Regions from separate parts of the Columba livia genome. Here region 2 is linked to region 1. The links are chromatin contacts, called in public Hi-C maps. All regions are on one chromosome and are shown on one strand. The core of a region is the stretch at or near the end of the contact, and the rest is flanking DNA. Distances in the headings are between cores, read along the strand shown.

What was found. Hi-C and Micro-C count contacts between places; a contact is called where the count stands out from the background.
Region 2: a contact with region 1 is called in a Hi-C map of crop, with 2.3 times the contacts expected there. The contact joins two enhancer-like sites.

Annotation. Positions count from the first base shown.
Region 1 is chr20:3,558,363-3,564,700 of bColLiv1.pat.W.v2, forward strand. CENPV (centromere protein V) reads left to right here. Exons shown (of 5, transcript XM_065036395.1): 3 at 552-621; 4 at 974-1,088; 5 at 1,413-1,671. The coding sequence ends at 1,537. PIGL (phosphatidylinositol glycan anchor biosynthesis class L) reads right to left here. Exons shown (of 9, transcript XR_010467266.1): 8 at 4,455-4,588; 9 at 2,750-3,361. Among named protein-coding and RNA genes, the nearest start is that of CENPV, 4.8 kb to the left of the region's middle. Within about 2 kb of position 2,344, at least 1 of the 3 cell types and tissues checked has an H3K27ac peak away from gene starts, as active enhancers do.
Region 2 is chr20:3,755,072-3,762,159 of bColLiv1.pat.W.v2, forward strand. The region is part of intron 3 of SPECC1 (sperm antigen with calponin homology and coiled-coil domains 1); the gene reads right to left. Among named protein-coding and RNA genes, the nearest start is that of SPECC1, 34 kb to the right of the region's middle. Within about 2 kb of position 4,305, at least 1 of the 3 cell types and tissues checked has an H3K27ac peak away from gene starts, as active enhancers do.

The DNA of each region.
Region 1 (6,338 bases), core at 1,094-3,593:
CATCTGGTTTATGTTTCCTCTAAGTGCAGTGTGCTCAAAGCACATCAGTCCTTTCTTGCTCTTCTCATGTGACCGTTACATCTCTGACCACATGTGCTTCAAACTACAACGGTGTCTGATGTCAACAGTGATCCACCTTTGCCTGGAACTAGTTTGTTCCTAGCTCATGGGTAAACTTCTGAACCTTACTTTCTTGTTTGCAAAGTTGGTGAAGTCTGGTCTGAAAGATTAAGTGGTTTTTTCCCCGACTAGAGTTTGTCCTTGTTATGTCTGTCGCAAGTTGTATATGTGAAGAAAACATGGCATATAATGTTTGGTGTATGAGAACACCTTATGGGTGAAGCTGTGTGGGGTCAGGCTGTTCCATGGGTGTGCTCAGCCAAACACTACTGATATCACAAGTCCACTTTTGCCGCTTACCTCTGTGCTGCTAATCAGGAGCCATTTTAGCTGTCAGTGGAATTTCTGTTGTCAAGAGGTCCGTGCTAGATCTGATTGCTGTATTACGGCTTGTCCGCTGCTTCTACAGAGCTCTGCTTTTTCTTTCACAGTTGCAGCATTTGCACAAAGAAACAGAACAGACACTTCATTGTCCCAGCGTCACGTTTCAAGCTGCTGAAGGTAGAGTAAGAATGCAGTAAGAGCATAGCCAGGAACATGAGCAGTGTAACCCACTGTTATCTTCAAAGATGCAAGTGGCAGCCACTTTTCTATGCTAAGTTTGTCTATGTCTGGCTGGGGGAAATGGCTGAATTTTATGCTGTTGGGTGTGTTAGTGCATCTTGACTGTTATGGACACGTGTATATACAAAGCACAGGAGTTCAGACAAGGAGCATGAATGCAGAACTCTGTATCTCAAGTAAAAACACAAAGGTGGTATTTTAAATTTTACATTTCTTAGCTCCAGGCCCACAGAAAGTAATTAGTACATCTATTTATGTGGAAAACTTACATTGCTTTTCATTTCCTTAGGGTGCTGATAATTTGACAACATACACCTTCAACACGCATCGTGCCCAGCACACATTCTGCAAGACCTGTGGTGTACAGAGCTTTTATACTCCTCGTTCTAATCCAGATGGTTATGGTAGGTAGAAAGGGTAACCAAAACTAACCACCAAGCAGACCTTGGAGAAAGACTCCACTGGCTGCTAACATGACAGCAGTGACAGCATGTGTCTTAAGAGTTTGTTCCTAAAGTGCTAAACATCTGGACCTGTAGCTCCTCAGTGTTATCTATGACCTGTGGGCTTCTGCCCATGACAGGTTCCTCACTGGAGCGCCTCAGCCTTACAGCAATAGCTGGGCTGAGCTTTTCCCATCCCGAGGTGCCCCATCCACAGAGCAGCGCGGGCATCTCCCACACTTCAGCTGTGAAAAGCAGGTTTCTGTGTGCCCTGTCTCTCTCCAGGAATAGCTCCCCATTGTCTGGATGATGGCACTGTGCAGAGCATCGTCACCGAGGATATCAATGGCAAGGAGTGGGAGAAGGCGGTGAAGGAGCACAAGAGCATCAGAGACATGTCAAAACCCTGACACAGCCTGCAGCACCTGACCGTGCAGCACTGCTGGGGAACTTAGGCCGGGTTTTCCTGGGTGAGCGCTGGCAAAATCAATCTCTACACTATTGTTATCTGTTCTCTATTTCTTAAATAAATCTTTCTATGCCACCTGTGCTGTTCGTTTATGACTTTTTTCCAAACTACCTCTGTTCCATAAACCACCTCAGGGGTGCTATTTCCGTACTTTGCCCTTAGCTGTGCTAAAGTTTAAACCACAATAAACAGAGCAAAGTACAAGAAAAAAATCTAATCTTTGCTTCCCTGTGTTTCAAATCTGGTTTATAGAAATGTCCTATATAAGATAATCTCTCGCTTAGGAGATAATACTAACTTCCACAGTTTTTTCTCCATTGACTTCAATAAATTGATGATGGATATAAAGGGGATCTGAAAGAGCTTAGCAGGCTCAAGCTCAGTAAAGCATTTGCCCAGGTGCTTAGCTGTATGCAAGAGAGGGGCCACTCAAGTTGTTCATGTGATTAAGTAGTGTTTTGCTTAAGCCTGGACTTATTCATGGTCTTAAGGCATACACTTAGGCACTGACTCATGGCCAGGGAACAGAGTTCAACACTGTCACACTCTTATAGCAATGGGCAGAGACTTCAGTACAAGCAGGAAGTTGTTTGTTGTCTTAGGAGGAGGATGTGCTGACAGCAACAGATCACGATCTGGCAGTTTGGGCTCTGACTCTGACTGTGCAATGACCAGCTGTGTAGATCCAGGAGAGATGTGAGCCCCAATCAGTGAGTGCAAAGGCCTCCAGAAATGCTGAGTAGTGCTGACTTTGCTCCACCATCACCCCACAGAAACCCAGATCACTAGTAAAATCTCTAAACAGACTAAGAAATGAAACCACTGAAAGCTGCTTCACTTACCTTTTAACAGAAGGGGAGAGGATCTTTAACTCCTGCACTTGTCTTTTACATAAGTGGAACAGCTTTTGAAACATCTCTTGCAATTTTTGTCTCTGCCTGTGTTCTATAGAAGACCCAGTTACATTCTGGGTCTCTTGTACCTCATTCTTATGTCCTGTTGAGACTCTTGTGAGTTGATCTCAAGCCCCATGTTCTGAAGCAAGAAATGCTCATGTTTCATGAGGGATGCTCCACAAAGGTGGAGCCTGCAACACAATGTATATGAAAGCAGCAGCAGTAGCAGCAAAGATCAGTGCAATTAGAGAAATTCGTATGATTTCTGATGTTTTATTCATAAGCTTTGTCTTTTTAAAGTTCTGCCTGAATAAGACAGGTCTTGTGGTTCTGGTTTTATCCATGGAGGAAGCATGATCTTTGAAAAGTTACTCCTCATATCTGGGTTTTACAAAAGCACCAAGAGACAGTTGCCAAGCAGTCCTCGCAGCTATATCCTCTTGGAGAAAAATACTCTGTGCCGTATCTTCTCTAAGGCAGAATACTCTGCATTTGACTCCTAATCAGGATAATCCAAATTTTTTATCCTATTTAAGCTTCCACAGTGAGAAAACAGAGTAGTTATTAAGCCCTGTTTATCTCAATATATCAGGTGACAAGATATTCAGAAGGAGGTTTGTACAGCCTGTTTTTTGCAGTCTGAAAGAATGCTACACAAAGAGAATCCTGTCCTCTTGAGCATGAAACAGATGAGTTTTCTTTAGTCCTTGGCCTGGCATGGTCTTTTTTTGCTCATTCTCTTACTCCTGACGCTGTGAGTGATGTCTCTTTTACAGAAGGCGGAGTGAATTGATCACCATATAACGTGAGAAAAGCATATAGACGCGGCGAAACCAGAGGAGCTGGCTGCGATGACACCGCATGGCTCTCTAGAAAGAGAAACAGTTGAGAAAGCATTAAAAGAACGTAATGTGAGGGCAGTTTCCTAGGCCTCCTTTGGGGTTCACTGCCAGTTTATAGGCCAGCCTGCTTTCCCTGAGCCGGGAAGCAGCAGCGGCAGGTAGAAGGCTGCCTGCTCTATGGGGCCACTATGTCACTGGTGTTGTGCTGCCCAGTGCACAGAGGGGTCCTGCTAGAAAGGACATTACCAGCTGCACATCAGGGCTGTGACAGTTTCTTTGTCACATGTAACTCCTCCTCCCTATGTGATCTCACGCCTGGGTGTTCACATGCTGGGGACACAGAAACCTGAGAGGTGTGCATCTGGGAATACTCTGCACGCTGCTTCCGATCATATGTTGCCAGCTGCAACTTCATCTATTTATAGTGTGCCGGCTTAGAAAGGTCAGATTTCAGAAGCAAAAAACACAAGGGAATAACGACACCTTTATCAGAGACTTTTCCACCTTTTAGCAGCCTCAAAAGCAGGAAAGTTCAGTAATTTGTGGATTAACAGGACTGTTTGCTGGGCAAGTATTTTCATGATATGGAAGGGGAGCTTATCAGATTCTGATATAGGGAACTGTAGACTAAATGTGTGAGATCTCACGCAGCAAAATTGTTCAAAAAATACACAGTAGAGAAGGGAACTTGTAAAGAGGTTTGGACCACAAGTTCAGGAGCTGTCTCCATCACAGTTCTGATCCAGGGACGCTGCTCCTGGCATGCAGTCATGTCGTCCTGTGACAGACCACTCACATGTCCAGAATATTATGTTGGATCCAGTCTCTTTTGAAATACATCCTACATCTGGACAGAGTGTAAAACTCAGTGCACTGTGACTACTGAAGATCTCTGAGCTGCAAATCTGCTCAGCCCTGTCGAGGTATCCACATAGGACATGAAGCAACCTGTCTCATCCATTCATGTTTTACAAATCACTGAAGATAGTTCATTAGTGACATTTATAATCCATGTATATAATTATATATGAAGATCTCTATGAATATAACATTTCTGACTAAGGTCTTCACAATGATGATGAGCTACTCAATCAGGTTAAGCAGGTACCACACATCTCACCCTGGCTTGTTCAGTCTCCTCCTCTGTGAGGATGAAGAGTGCATCTCTGGGCAGGAGGCAGGACAGGGGCACATCCAGGACGGAGATGTACTTCCGGAAGAGATTTACCGATTCAAGCACGAGCACACGGCACCCTAGACAGAGAAAGAGGATAAATATTTCAAACCAACAGTCTCTTTGTAAGAAAAGCCCTCCTGAAGCTCACCGACATTCACTGCAGGCCCGGAGCTGCCGGGAGATGGCGATATCCACCAAAGCCACAGCCCCTGGCCCAAGCTGCCAGGTCAGGGTGACTTTTGGCACCCCCTGTCCTAGCTGTGTCACTGCTGTACCACGTCCCTGCTCCCGTCCCACCGCAGCCTCAGCCACCCAACCCCCTGCAAGGTCACGGTGCCCGGCCCTGCCGAGCAGCAGCTGTGCAATGCCAGCTGGAAGGGCCGATGGCAGCGCCACGCTCCCTGCAGCGAGTCCCTCGGCCGTGGGGGAATGCAGGCAGCTGTGTGACCAGCGTGGCCTGTGTCCCTCCCAACTGCCAGCCCGAGCTCCCGTCTCGCTTGCGTCCACCTTGACAAGTGACAGATGGAGCAGTTGCTGTTTAGCTGCCATAAAGTTTCAGCTTGTTACTACAAACGATGCTCTGCAGTGACAAGTGCCACAGCTGCACATGGAAGTGCCTCGATGGTTCTTTTACTCCCTCTAAAGACATCCCTTGTTTCCAAGTAGCAAACTTGGAAGCAAACTCGTGATGTGCCATGAGAAGGAGATCCACTCTTCCCCACCTTCTCTGCAGGGATCTGCTGGGCTGCTCAGCAGGGGGCTGGTTCCAGAGAAAAGAATTTGATTGTGCTGCACAATGGCACAGCTGAGGAAAGGAACAGATACGGATCTCCTTGCTCTTGCAGTCAGCATTCCCACTGGCCACCTGTTTGCTTTTCAGTGCTTACTGGGGAGGACAGGGCTAGAGCAAATATGGGGCAATGGGTCTCATCGTTCCTGGATGCCACATGAATTCCTACTCCTAATGATGGAGAGGTCTGGTGCAGGGTTACCCAGCACCAACATTTGAGGCTTGGGCTGCTCTGTTAACAAAATACACTCTCCCTTTCTTCATAAGTTTTTCCCTAAGAAATACTAATTCATGCAGCAATTATGCCCTTTTGTTCCCCAAAGCTCAGCAATAAGGGCTTAAAACAACTGCAAGTGCCTTCAGTATTGATCGCTCTGACCTCCTGAGACCTGTCGGTCAGATCAGGCGAAGCAATGGCATTCAAGCCTCACCGGACAAAAGGCGCTGTAAGAGCCTTCCGTGTTCGTGATATGACAAGGATCTCCACCTGCTGACAGCAAAGGCTGCTTTGCACGGGAACATGAGATGAAATGAAGCAGGGAAGGAATGTACAATCCTGGGTGAGATGGAAAAGGGTTCAGAGAACAGGCTGCTCCCTGCCAAGCAGGGTAAGAGAAGTGCTGCCATTCATGAGTCCACTCCTGTGACACCAGCAGGTGAAGCTTTTCCTAGCCCGTGGTGACTGTGACCTGGGCAGGACAGGATTAACAGTGTAATACAACCTCTCTAGGGTGGCAGAAAGGGCAAAATCAATATAGCTCGTGGATTAGGCCTAGAATAGAAGCACGTGAAGCCTGCAGCCTGTTCGGCTTGGCTTTCTTCTTCCAAATCACTTATGCAGCAAGCATGCCTAGAATGAGAAGGTTACCAGCAGATCTGTGTGTGTGAGGGCTTGCACGGCTCCTGACAGACGGCAGCACACCGCTCTGTCGGAAGAGCGCTGGTTGTCGCTGGATGGGGCCAGCAGGAGCTGTGCATGCACATCAGCAGCTGCCTCGGTCTCTTTAAACAAGCCTGTGTGCTTGTGCCTGGGCTGG
Region 2 (7,088 bases), core at 3,055-5,554, 200 kb after region 1:
TGGGGGCTGGAATGAGGATGGGATTGGATGCCGAAGGCCAGATTTTCAAAAGAGGTACCTACTGCTATTTTCAAAACTGCTTAAGCTGTTTAGAACTTCATATTTGAGAGCAAAATGTCAAACTTCTGGCCCACCATCAGCTTTGATACAAATCAGGATAAAGAATGACACTGCTGTACTGTGACAAACTATTACAGCTTGATCTGCTTGATACACAAAGGGAATGAGTTGAATGGGTTAGCCGGCAGCATTTTACAGTGACCACGGTGCTAGACACTACTTGGAATAATCCTCAATAATTCAGAAGAGCATACCCTTTTCCATTTCTTTTAGGGTTGTCCTGTAGAAAGACAATGTTCTCTACTACCTGGTCTTCACACAACAACAAACAAAGCAAACCTAGGCTTGGCCAGCCATGGTGCTCCAGAATTAGTCTGTTTGTGGAGTATTAGTCATGGAGCCAACACCTTTAGAGGTCAGCAGCGCTTTGGGAAGGTTCACTTGGACTCCACCCAGCTTTAAAAAAGACAAGGAGATGGCTACAAAACAAAGGTGGTTTTGATAATTAACACTAATTACAGAGAAGCATCTGCTCAAATAAGGCCTTCTACTCCCTTAAACACTGAGACTAAAAGTACTGATAGCTACACAAAGGAGTGAGAGACCTAAGAAAGAATCAAAAGTTACAAAGTATTAGGGAACAACAGATACCTGCATATGAAAAGTTACACTACAAGAGATTCCAAAGAAAAAGCATTAATAAGCATCTTGATCTGAGCAATTCATTATTTAAGACTACAAAGACAACTGACATTAGAGCTGAAGACTTTGTAAAGTTTGGCTTATTTTTTGTTTTAATTAGATGATATGAGTCTAGAGATCTGGGGTGCAAGAAGTACATGAGAAAAAGCACTATTGGTAACTCAAAAACTAAGTAATGACAAAACTACTTGTCATCAACTTAAATCTGCAGATGAACTGCTGGTAGGACATTCTTTTGAAGGGTGGCCACTAAAAGAGACTCTCCCATGGTAGGAATGTAACCCAATAGGAGGAACGACCTTATATTTGAAGCATCTCCATTTAGCTCAAATTTTGGCATCAAAAACAAGAAAAAGTGTACAGATGTACTGTCCAGTACCCTTAGAATCCTCAAAGGCTCTATTTACCCTGTCCCCTACAGTAAGTTATATAGTGATTTTAGAAAATAAGGTGCTCAGGGAATCTCTGCTACCCAGTTAAGGAATTTCTTAAAATCACAAATATTTAATTTTCAACTTGTTGGATTCAACCTGATCAATAACTCATCTTGTTCTTTCTTACATAGAAAAATCCCATCTAAGTCTTCCAAAAAAGTATTAAAACACAAAAAGCTCAGCTCTTCTCGGCATCTGCTGGTTCCAAGCTCCTAGCACAGACACAGGCACTGAAGCTCAAGTTCACACTGTCACATCTCAATGCTATTGCAGTGGAAACAAGGTTGCATTCAGAATGCAAATGAGTGGAGATCTGATCAAATCCTGTTCACAAAGTCTCATTGTGAATTTCAGCTGACTTTCTTTCCTCTTTATGGGACTGTTCACATACAATTCCTCTCTGAAGAACAGCAGTAGTTAAAATCTCTACTCAGAGAAACATGCCAGTGTCCACACAGAAGAGTTCCTCTGAAATCTTCTCACACCATCTACTTGGGTTTTCTGAATGTTTAAGCCTAAAATGAAAACTGAGTCTTGGATATGCCCGTGTCACGTATAATACAGTTTTTTACCCACTACAAAAACAGTGCAGGTTGTTATCATAAGAGGAAACTTTTACTCAGAAGCCTAAGTACCAAAGATACATCTCTGAAGTACATTGGCAAAGCTAAGAGGAGGCAAGAATTGTTCTGTGCATATGTATCCTTAGCTAGCATGCCCAGTCACTGCTTTCACAAATGCGAATTTCCCTTTTAAATCAAGAGTCAAGAAGCATTCAAGGGGCTTCACTGTGCCACAACCGCAGGCACAGAGAGAACTGTGAGGGTACCACTGCATTCACCTCTGCAATGAGGGATCCAAAACCCCAATGTACATCCCGTCTGCCAACACAGGTGCAGAACACAAGTGCAATTGCAATCACTGCTTTGGATTTCTAGAGTACCCAGCAACCTGGCATAACAAACACAGAGACATCCAAAGCAAATGGTCTAGCAAATGTTCAGAGAAACTCTATATCATACACTCACTGGAATGTCCCCCCGGTAAAATCAAACCTACTTTTTTGGGAACCGTTAATACCAGCGGGCCTGCCAAACACTTTAGTCACTTGCTAACTATACCCCTTGTCTACCCCCAAAAAAAGAATGACTAAAACTTTCTGTATGTAGCACTATCGCAAAATTAATCTGGCGGAAGTTACAGAAATCCAGAATTTTCCTTTTTAAAAATAAAGTCATCTCTACTTGCTGCTTCTTTTTATCCAGCTTGACAATTTCCACAACCATCAGAGTTTATTGAAAAAATCTAATTTTATATGCCTTAAGAGGGCCCTTGACTTTGTATATTTGTGATACTAGCACAACAAAATTATAGGTATTTCTGTGTACTGTGATACCTCCCAACTCTGTTGTGGAACATTTCCTGCCTACGCACCTGTCAAAATGAGATAAGATCAGGTATTATCACCTCATACTTACAGCAAAGTGAATTTTAAGTCAGACTATTCTGACGTTTTTATTTTTTAGACAATTTCTGGTCAAAACAACACCTGAGGAAAATATCCATAGGAGTTACCTAAAACCTCCTGGCGCAAGAAAGCAAAAGGGAAGTAAAAGGAACCCTGTTCCTTCCAGACAAGTCGGGTGCTGTGGATCACTCCTCCAGGCTACCAAAATCCACCTCACGTTACAGCTATAAGCACAAAAAGTAACCAAAACCCAATTTTAAGTGGAAAAATGCTTGATATCAATATTTGCACACTTAAAAGGATAACTTAATCATCCTGTTTATTTAACTGTTCATGAGGCCATGCTGTGAATTGAATCACGGAACCAATTTGGCTATAAAAATATCTGCTCATTTTTTCCTCCACTTTTGCTTTGTTAAAGGCAGATCCTGATCTAATTCAATGTCCTGCCCACAAACACTTCGGCTTGCGCTGCTGAGTGAGCAGCAGCCGCTACAGAGGAATGGAGCAGCAGCAAATGCCTTTGCACAGCACTGCTGGTGAGTGCTTTGTATTAAGAAACCATGACCTGAACCCTCCAGTTCAGGAATGCTGCCCCACGCTTGGCCAAAAGGCCAGGACTGACTGAGCCAAAAGAACTTCTTTCCTCGTGAATTCTCCAATCCAGAAAGAGTGGAGAAAAAGGGATCGAAAATAAACGCAAAAGGAGGTTCCTCCTCTCCTAAAACAGAGGGGAGAACTTAAAAGCTAGAGGCTTTTTTAAAAATTGTTTGCTTAATGCTAATTAACCAGTGTGCATTGCACTGGTATTCCAACTGCCTTTTGTTTACTAAAATGTGATGACCACATAATAAACCCAGTTTTATTGTTGTTTCCAGCCTGCTTCAGTGAGGGGGTGGGGAGAGGACTGCAATTTAGTTTCCACAGCTCATCCAGAGCTTTAGCTCTGCCTGGTATAGCAATAAGGGAGACAGTTCACACTGTCCTGAATAGCTGAAACTGGGAACTGGGCTGAAATCATTAAAACTATCAACGCTGGAGGAGACACATCAAGAAATGGGACAGAAGGGGAGAGAGGAAGAAATCTCATAACTTAATGAGATGTTTATCTATAAAAAGTTGCCCACTTCAAAGCAGGAAGAGCTTCAACTCCTTGGTGGGGAAGGAAAAATAAAGGGGCTTTTAATTAAAAGATCAGTCAAAGATTTTCCACAGTCAAGCAGCCTCAAAGAAACTATGTGTGGAGGAGGCTGAGAGTAATTTCTAACATGATTAGTCCATTCTTCAAACTCAACAAGGCTTTATGAAAGCAGCATTTCTCAAGATCTGGAAGATAAGGGTTGTGGAAATATCCTCAGTCTTTCAAAGAGCACTGTGTCTCCTTCCTTCTGATGCCTCCATCCTCATCCTCACCTCAGGCCTGGAGAAACACAATCAGAGCTTTGTGCCTCCCACCTTGGCTCAAGATAGATTGTAAACTCAGGACCAATGGATACCCAAACGGATATTCAGCTTTGGGTTAAGTAAAGTTGCTGCCATGTACTTTAGGCGGCCTGGAAACATATGAAATATATCTGTACATTGTTTTAGACAGTTGAAAACAGGCTGTCTTCTGCACACAGTCCTCCATTATACAAAGGTATTACCTCTGCTTTACTTCAGGAATCATATGTGGTTTTGTCTATGAGAATAAATACTCAGATACACTTTTGAAGGTCTTTCTCTTCCCTGTCTAGCAGAGAACCAGGTTCCTGCCAATGAAATCATCATTATCCACACCCTTGTAGAAACAATCCCTACAAAACTGATTACATGAGGCATAATTATATGGTATTATAAGGATTTCTACATCTTCAGTATAAATGCTGCAATGTCGAAATGCAAAAGACCTTTAGGGTGCGAAAAATACAAAGAATATCTTCCAGATGGAGGTAAGAAACCACTTTTGCATTTTACTTCGTTTGTATTAATTAAAAGAGCTTTCTATCCTTAGTACAGGATGAGATTTCTCCAGTCATTTGGACTGGTCAGAGACAGTTCAAACAGTGATGATCAGGCAGGCAATATGGTCAGTTTCTGCCTTTTTCTCTATGGCATTTCAAAAGCATTACCTTGCCATGCTCAGATTTGCTTTACACAGTCCTTTCGAAACATTTGTGCAAGATGCTTTTGCTCAAACATCCCTAAAAGAAACCATTAAGGTAAAAGGCAAGATGACCTACCTGCAAACAGGTCAAAAATAAAAGGCTGTAAGAAAACCAAATAGCCTTACAGGTTTTTCTGCCGAATTCAAGAACCCTATTGCAATGTTCCGAGGCAGAAGCCCCTAATATTTTTCCTAAGCAACTGGACAAATTCCAGCCAAGACACTAAAACTACACAGTTCTTTCATGTTGGTAACCAATGGAAGAGTGCATGTCCTTGTTTAATCCCAGTCACTGCCTATACATGCCCAGAACTGGACCCTGAAAACTCCTGTTAGCTTTACATTTTCCCAAGGGTATATTTTTCCAATCATCAAAATCAAATTAGCCTGCAAGAACTTTACCTTTAAATTGTCGTTGATAAAAATATACAGCTTGTTAATTGTGTGCTACGCAGACTGATTAAAAGGTCAGAAAACAGGAGTTCTGCTGTAATTCTATAGCCTGGGAGAACTGACCGATGAGCACAGATCACACAAGGACAGAGGACTCTGCCTCAGAACATGCAATCCACATCTATTGATGCGTATTGAAAAACATCACTGCCCCATGAATTATAGTAGATGGAACATTTCAAAAGACATCTGCGAACACATGTCTAGTTTGGATTACAGGAATTAAGTTTATGCATGGAAAATCCAGCAGTGTCTATTATCAAAGATCCTCTTTTATATAATATTTAACAATCATGCTCAAATTGCTTGGAGATACAGCATGGGAACATATCAAAAATAATGAAAGTATCCAAGATTTGTCAATCCACTAGTGGCAGTCTGTGAGAATCACAGAAAAATCAAATCAAGTCCTCTTCAAGCAATCCAGTGCCAATGAAATCAGAGAAGTACTTTGATTCAATTTTACAATTTCATGTTGTTCTGAAAGCTGCACTCCCTGTGGAAACCAGGAGATCTTATGAAGGGCAAATTAGTAACATAGAGAAGGAACTGAAAACAGAAAAAATTAGAAAAATACTTTGCTGGAATATTAGTAGAAGCCCCAAAATACAGGGCAGGTTCTGAACAGACTCCTGGCTACCCACAGGGCTCTAGCAGCAGGAAGATCAAGGTGCAGTCCTTGCCCAGATTTCTTCAGCTAGTTTTATAGCTTTAAGATCTCGAGGAGCCAAATATAACCCAAATAAAAAGCAGTAAGCTTTGTTTTTTCTCCAAGGCCAGCACTATTCCCCCCTTCTTTCACCCTTTTAGACTAATTTAATATTGTGTCAGAACAAACATAGCATCACAACCATCCATTGGCTCTTTCTTCTGCCACTGTCAAGCCAGTCGCAGCACATTAACTAAACTAATAAAACAATTGGCAACAAAATCAGCTTTTACATTTACTATCATACTAGATCTATTATCTGTAGATCCTAAAACACCACCAGTTCTAGTGTAAAAGCACAGTCTGCAGAGCTTTAACTGTAGGACAAGTTCTTGCTGATCCGCTCACTCAGTAAGATTCCCAGCAGAAGCTCCCTGCCTTCATCCAAGAATGGCTTTAATTTTCATCAGCAAACCAATCTGACACAAAATAAAATGCAAAAACCACATCCTGCTGCCTGCCATGCCCTAAGTTGTTCTTGTAAAAGCTCCGGTCCTGCCCAGAGAAAGTATTCCCACTCAGCACATCCTCCCAGCCAGCGCTGAAAACTGCTGTAAAGGCCCTTGCCTGATGATTTCTTCCATTAATTTAGCGTTCATTGACCTCTCGTCTTGGGATCAGGGGACATCAGATTATCACTTAACTCCGCCTCAAACAGATACCTTCAGAGGCGGCAAGTTAGTCATACTCACAACTGAATTCCTCTAAGAAGCCAGTCCAAATTGTGACATAGTCTCTTGGCTGTACTCGTTTCACTGGCCTGCAGAGCAGAGGAGCCTACTGCCATTTGACATCTGTTTGTCAGTATGTTTTCAGTATTTCTGAAATTATTTAATAGTGTCAGTCCAGTCAAGTCACATCACAAGACTAATCAACAGAGCTGGCCCTAACTGGCCTTGGAAGAGAGGCTTAAGCAAAGTAAAAATTACCCTCCAGGGGAAAATAAACTTCTTCAATACCAGTTTAATCAATGTGTTACTGCTCTGAAGAATGAGAGCATCTGTAAAACCCCCATGCAAGAATGACTTGTGGGAGGAAGAGGTGACTAAGGAATTAAACTATCCACTGGAGAGCAAATTGCGGTTTGCTGGCTCCACTGGGAACAAAAGGTCTACG